2 separate regions of the Mus musculus genome follow, and region 2 is linked to region 1. The links are chromatin contacts, called in public HiChIP or PLAC-seq maps. All regions are on one chromosome and are shown on one strand. The core of a region is the stretch at or near the end of the contact, and the rest is flanking DNA. Distances in the headings are between cores, read along the strand shown. Region 1 overlaps Mn1 (meningioma 1). Region 2 has its middle 18 kb from the start of Gm36434.

Region 1 (3,269 bases), core at 316-2,815:
ATGAATGCTCTTGGGCAGCGCATGATCTACTGCTGAGCCCCGATTTCCCTATCTGTAGACTGAGGTTTAGGCCTCAGGTTCACAGTCCTTTGCCAGACACAGAGAGAGAAGCTTCTAGAAGGTGGAAGCCAAGGGCAGCCACCTGGGTGGAGCCTGTGCCTTCCTGCTGGTGACCTCCTTGGGTCTCAGGAACAATGGCTGAGGGACGGAACAGAAGAGGCCAGCACCCAGACCAGCACATAAATCCTACCTTCCCCTGAGCAGAGGACAACAGACTTCCCGGGTGAGGCATGCTAGACTGCCTTGGTGCCCCAGCTCCCCTTCCCTCTCCCTAACCAATATCCTAGCTTGGAACGAAGAAAATGTTCTGGATACCTTGGATTCAAATAAGCCCCAGTTAACTGGAAATCTACGGTGACACGGCAGGCTCTCACCTTCCAGAGTCCAAAACCTCCCGGCTCCCATCACACCCACAATGAAATACTGCCGCCCCAGCCATCTCTGAACTCTCTGAGCTGTACTACTTTGAGCCTGCACTGTTGGACTTGGCTGACTTCGAGACTCGGGAAGCCGTGTTACAGATCCAGAAAGTCTGCGGCTGAAGCATCAGCTCCAGTGCTTACACCATGGGTATCAGCAGCTTTGATCTGATATCCCAGAATGCCACAGTCCACTCCTTCTCACCATCCAGAACTCAGCATGTGTCTCCATCTACAGCAGACCTCCCTGTAATATACACTGTGCCTATCCCTCCTCATTTCCAGGCTGGTTCATCCCGAGACTCTGTCTGGTTTTGCTGTCAGTGGCCTATCTCCTTCCCTAAAAGGCAGACTGCACCGGATCGAGGCTGTCCCTGTGGCCCCACTGCTTGGTGAGGGCTTGGTGTGCACCTGTTGAATGATCTGAGGTTTATCCTGTACCCAGGCCTCTCTTTGCTGTCCGGGGGTATTTCAGCTTCTTGGGCACTACTGATGTGTATTGCTGGATGAGTTTTGGTTGTTGTCGTTGTTGTTGTTGTAGAAAGGGGTCACACCACACGCACAGTGGAACGTTTAACAGCCTGCCAGTCCTCTATCCAGTAGACTCCAGGAGGAGCTGGACTCAGGGTGACAACCAGAGATGTATCTAGATGCTGCCAAAATTCCCCTGGGGGACGTCTCCCTGAGGCCACCACAGCCCAGATGGCAGCCATGAACGCTGGGGTTCATAACTGTGTTGAGGGTAGAGAACCATCCCTTCCCTCCAAATTCAGTACCCCAAACTCTCTGCCACCTCTCCGCTGCTCAGCCAATACCCACCCTTGAGAAGATCACAGGAGTCCACCTGTCTACAGGGGAAGGAACCAGTGATCAGGGAGGTGGAGCTCCTGCCCAAGGTCACACAGCACAGGGGATCCAACGCAGGCCTCCCCGTTCCTTACACCCATCAGCAGCAGCAGAGAGAGACCTCAGTCTGTCAACACTCTGCCTCCCCCCTCTCCCTGATCACTCTCCCTGTTCAGCCCCGTTCTGCAGGTTGCTGAGGCCCCACCTGAGGTGCTAGACACTGGAGTTTTGCGGGTGTAGTGTCAGCTCCCAGACTGTTTATGGCTGGCTCTGGCTCCTTGCCCAGAACTGGGAGGCTAGGGTCGGGGGTAACTCATGAATTCCTCCATCTCGAGGGGTGGGGGGGGGGGGAATGTGTGACCATTACGCACACCAGGGACCGCTTCCCAGCCGGGTATTGCTGTCAGGAGGAAGAAAAACACCTCCGTGCATCCAGCTGCTGGCGACCAGCAGTGCTTGACAGTGCCTGACAGCGCCGCCGCCAGCCCGCCGATGCCTGCATGAGGTCTGTCCAACAGGCTCAAACAAGAGGGTCTGTACACAGCTTGTCTCCCCACCCTCCAGCCTGATGGCGAGGCAGAATCCTTATTGCAGGGATGGCATGACACTGCGACGTGCCTCGGTTTCCCCGACCCCTCAGATCGGACAGTGAAAACACTGCTTTGAGTATGCCTTACATCTCTGAAGGTCTCATACGAAAGGCGATCGGCAGAGCAGGCCGTCAATAAAGGCTGGAGCTGTGCGCGGGGCTCCCGAAGGCCAGCTCACTGAGGTAGAACTATTATTAGCCTCAATAGAAGCACAGAGAGACTAAGTAAAGTACCCAAGGGCACACAGTAGGAAGAAGAGCTGATAGGGTCTGAACCCAGGTCTGGCTTCAGAGCTTATGCTTCCGCATCGTTACCTAACACTATGCAGTCTTCACAGGACTTCTATGGGGAAAACATTCCACGTCAGAGAGTGAGGAAGAGGATGTCAGACGCCACACAGCTCAGAAAAAGCCCGAGAGCTGGGCCTGAAACACAGTCTCTCCTCTGGAGGGATGAGCGCCATCAAGGCCTCCCCAGAATCCAGACCAATCTTTGAGTGTGAGCACAGCATGGGTTGAAAGGTCCTGGGGGGGGGCGGGGTAGTGCGTCCTAGGGCACTCTAGAAAGGTTTGGAAATTTCTGGTTTGAAACCTGGCTTTGGTCCATACAAAACTCAGCTGGATGAGATTCTGTCCCCCATTCCCCACCCCGAACCCCCGTGAAAAAAGAAAAGGCCTCAGGCAGGCTCACTGGAAGCTATGCTGTGTGATCTTATCTGAGTTGCCTGACCTCTCTGGGCAGTTCTCTCAGCTGGGAGATGTCTTAGAACAGGACCATTAAAGACAAGCATTAAGTTTCTCCCATCTTAGAGCATTCGCTTTAACCCTGTTTCATGAATGGAGACAACACAGAGCTGTGTTCTGGGGTTCTGTCGTGTTCTTCAGTGGCAGCGATGCCTCCCACCCTGATCACCTGAGTAAGGCAAACCCACCAGCCAATCCCAGGGAAGCCGAGACAAGCACAAAACACTTTCGCTGTGTGCTGTTGTCTCTCCTATACCTGATCCCCTGCCCAGAACAGTCATTCAGGCAGACACTGCTGGACCTGGCCCCCTAGTGCAGCCCCTTGCTGTGAACCCAGGACAAAGCAGGTCCTTCCCCAGCTGTCACCTCTAAAGGAGCTGGCCTGCAGGCAGGCAGACACAATCAGAGAGAATCATGGAAACTCCCCACGCTGGAGAGGTGAGGCCACTTTCAAGGGAAGAGCCAGGGCCCAGGGGCTAATTGCTCAATGCATCAAAAACACCCCAAGCCTACAGCAAGAAAAAAGGAAGGAAACCCACCCGGGGCAGATGCAGCCCTCTGCCTGTCTCGGCCTACACGTGCATGGTCAGTCCCTGGGTTCCCCTGCAGCC
Region 2 (3,269 bases), core at 479-2,978, 250 kb before region 1:
CAGCATTTGTAAAGTAGGTCTAGCACCTGGTGTCTGAACTTGCCTCTGCAGGACAAGGGGCCCCTGGATGGATCCTTCATATAATTTGCATATGGGTCTGAGGGCTCCAGGAGAGCCTGGCACAGGTCAGAAACATAGCTGCCCCCAACTCTAGACCCAAGGCTGCCCCATGGTGACCTGCATGGCCACTTGGTGGCACTGTGGGGCTGACACTGACCATCTGTCACCTATAGGACACCCCCATTCAGTCCAGTGTGTCCAGGAGACCTCAGAAGGCAATTTGTATCATCTGTACCACAAAAAAGGAAACTGAGGCACAGAGATGCCAGGAACCCACCAGCAAAGTTGGAGAAGGAAGGAAAAGGACAGTTTATGGAACCACCACCCTATGACCTAATGGCAGGACTGGTCTCCAGGTGGGGAAACTGAGACTAATGGGTACAGGTGGAAATCAAGGCAAGATGGTTGACTGAGGCCAATAGGCACAAGTGGAAGTCAAGGCAAGATGGGTGACATACACTTGAGAGCAATGTTGCTGAGTCGCAGCAAGCCCTGACTTGGACCACAGTAGGACCACATCTCAGCAAAGGAAACTGAGGCAAAGAGGCAGCCCTTACTTAGTAGCTATCACCCAATCTCAGTCACTACCAAGCCATATCCCTGGCTTTCACCCAACCCAGGCAATCTCAGCTAGCAAGGGCCCTAGCTTCAAAAGGGTTCTCAGGCCCCCAGCCCTCCTGATGTGGATGGCAGCCAGAATCTGGGTGTCACCAGAATGTGGGTTGTAGGGAGACCCCATGTCTCCCCCAAATGGCCACACATCTTCTGGTGATCCCAGGAGCAGGAAGGAGTACTTCTGGGGGGGCAGTCCCTCAGTGTCTCCTGAGAGGGGGTGGAGGGGGGTCTCTTGAGATGGGGTGGAGGGGGGTCTCCTGAGATGGAGTGGAGGGGGTCTCCTGAGATGGGGGGTGGATATAGAAAGAGCAGAGACAAGCACAGAAAAGGAGACGAAAAAAATCTAGGGAGGAGAGACCTGCAGACAGAAGCAGACAGACAGAGAGCCTCACAGACAGAGAGACAGAAATAGATATGGAGAGAAGAGAAAAAGCAGACAGGGGAAGAATAAGAGACAGGAACAGCCAGAGACAAAGCAAGACAAGGAGAGAGACAGAGGCAGAGAAAGAAACATAAACGGGGAGACAGCTGAGGAGAAGTGACAGGGAATGTCAGAGCCAGACAGACACTGGCGTGGGACTCGGGGGATGGGGATGGGGGCACAGAGGCAAGAGGTGTGAGAAGGACAGAGGTGAGGCCTGGAAAAGCAGAACCAGTGCCCAGGATGTACAATGCAGGCTGCCAGGGGTGGGAGGTCTGTGTCTGATCTCAGAGAAGCCAGTACAGGAAAGCAATCAGAGGGAGGCTTGTGAGGAGGACTAGCCAGAGCAGAGAGGGAGGAGGGACGCAGGGTGGAGGCAAAGACTAGCCAGGACAGCAGCTGACTGAGGTCCCACCATCCTAGGGACCTCACCAGACTCCAGGATAGCAGCCCTCCAAGGTCCTCCCATTCTGTCTGTCCCCGTACCTGTGACCTCCCCGCTTGCCCCCGCCCTTGATGGCAGAGTTGGCCAGGGTCCAGGGCGGGTCAGGAAGCTGGCCCTCTTGGAGATGAGAAGATGCCCCTTTCTGCCCACTCAGTAGGCCCAGCAACCATTTGCATAAAACGATGTTCCTGCGAGGCATGCTAATGCATCCTGCTATTTTTGCCTCTCCTGGATGCTGGTTTGCATACATTTACATACCCTGGATGAATTAAGCTAGGATCATGTAAATGAACCCACTGGCTGGGGTGAGGGGTTCTGGGTTCCTGCCTCTGGAGGGTTCAGGCTGTCATAGTCTTCTCAGTGTAGACAGTGTCCTGGGGCTCCAGGACAGGTTGGCCAGGGTCAGACCTGTGCCTGTCCCTGATCCTGAGGCCAACACCGCCCGTATCAGGCTTAGGGCTACAAAATGAACTTTCAAAAAATTCATGTTCTATCTTTCCATGGCTTCCAGTGTGCTACAGTAAAGGTCAAGATTCTCCTGTGGCCATGGGACTAATACCTGCCAGGCCCCTAGATCTTTTCTGCCCTCCAGACAGCAGGAATGTGTGGCCAGAAGGTTTCTGCCTGCCACAAACCCTTTGCACGTGCAGCCCCAGTGAAATACGCTTCCCCTCTCTTCAATGCTAGTATTTAATCCGTCCTTCTCAGCCCAGGTCTCATACCAATCCCTCAGGAGACCTCCTCTGGCCTCATCATACTTAGGAACACACTTAGCCCTTGAAGCAGCTGCAAACCTTAAGGATTCGGTGTCTCTTCCTCTAGAGTATCAGAGCCTGGGGAGTATGGGGGACAGGTTTTCTTCATTACTGTCTACTTTAACTGTAACATCAGGTGTACACATTTTCTCAATTAACATTTCTCAAAGTCAGGCGCACGCCTTTAATCCCAGCACTTTGGAGGCAGAGGCACTGGGATCTGAGATTGAGACCACCCTGGTACAGACCGAGTTCCAAGACAGCAAGGGCTACACAGAGAAACCCTGTCTCGAAAGAAAACAGAAAAGAAAAAATTCTGGTGAAGAGATGGACAGTTGGGTGGATGGATGGATGGATGGATGGATGGATGGATGGATGGATGGATAAGTGGGTGAGTAGGTGAATGGATGGGTGGGTGGATGGATGGATGGACAGGTAGGTGGGTAGGTGAATAGATGGGTGGGTGGGGGGATGGGTAGATGCATGGATGGATGCATGGATGCATGGATAGATGGATGGATGGGTGGACAGATAGGTAAGAGGCTGGATGGAGGGATGGAGGGATGGATGGTGGGTAGGTAGATAGATAGATGAGTAGACAGATATACACATGCATGGGGCAGGCTCAGATAGTCAGCCCCTAGCCTGGTGTGCTCCAAACTCAAGGCCCATTGGTGCATGGGGCTTTTACACATCTGTGAACTGAACATGTTCACCATTCCAGGCATTGGGTTTAGTGTTCTGTACCTGTTATTTTTAACATCCCACCCACCCAAATCTATAAATGAGAGATGCAATGTTACAAGCTTCAAGAGAGAAAACAGAGGCTCTGGGAGGGAAAGCCACAGATCCAGGTCACAGAAAGAACTGGGACAGAGCTGAAGGTCCAACCTCGGATCTGTTTGTCCCCAGCATCCAGCCTTGCACATTTTCTAATCCTCTGGGTGACAACCATAGCTCACACCTGAGTGAG

Evidence for each region. HiChIP or PLAC-seq counts read pairs in DNA pulled down with a chosen protein or histone mark.
Region 2: a contact with region 1 is called in an H3K4me3 HiChIP or PLAC-seq map of forebrain, with 4 times the contacts expected there. The contact joins two enhancer-like sites. A contact is called at or near these places in 1 of 15 datasets of contacts at CTCF or cohesin (large pre-B cells), 9 of 484 Hi-C or Micro-C datasets (cortical neurons, embryonic fibroblasts, embryonic stem cells and 4 more) and 13 of 115 datasets of contacts at active chromatin or transcription factors (VIP interneurons, astrocytes, craniofacial prominence and 10 more).

The regions. Positions count from the first base shown.
Region 1 is chr5:111,432,942-111,436,210 of GRCm38.p6, reverse strand. The region is part of intron 2 of Mn1 (meningioma 1); the gene reads right to left. Among named protein-coding and RNA genes, the nearest start is that of Mn1, 17 kb to the right of the region's middle. Within about 2 kb of position 1,565, at least 24 of the 459 cell types and tissues checked have an H3K27ac peak or open chromatin away from gene starts, as enhancers often do. A contact at or near this core is called in cortical neurons and forebrain, where this site is marked.
Region 2 is chr5:111,680,025-111,683,293 of GRCm38.p6, reverse strand. No RefSeq gene overlaps it. Among named protein-coding and RNA genes, the nearest start is that of Gm36434, 18 kb to the right of the region's middle. Within about 2 kb of position 1,728, at least 36 of the 459 cell types and tissues checked have an H3K27ac peak or open chromatin away from gene starts, as enhancers often do. A contact at or near this core is called in cortical neurons and forebrain, where this site is marked.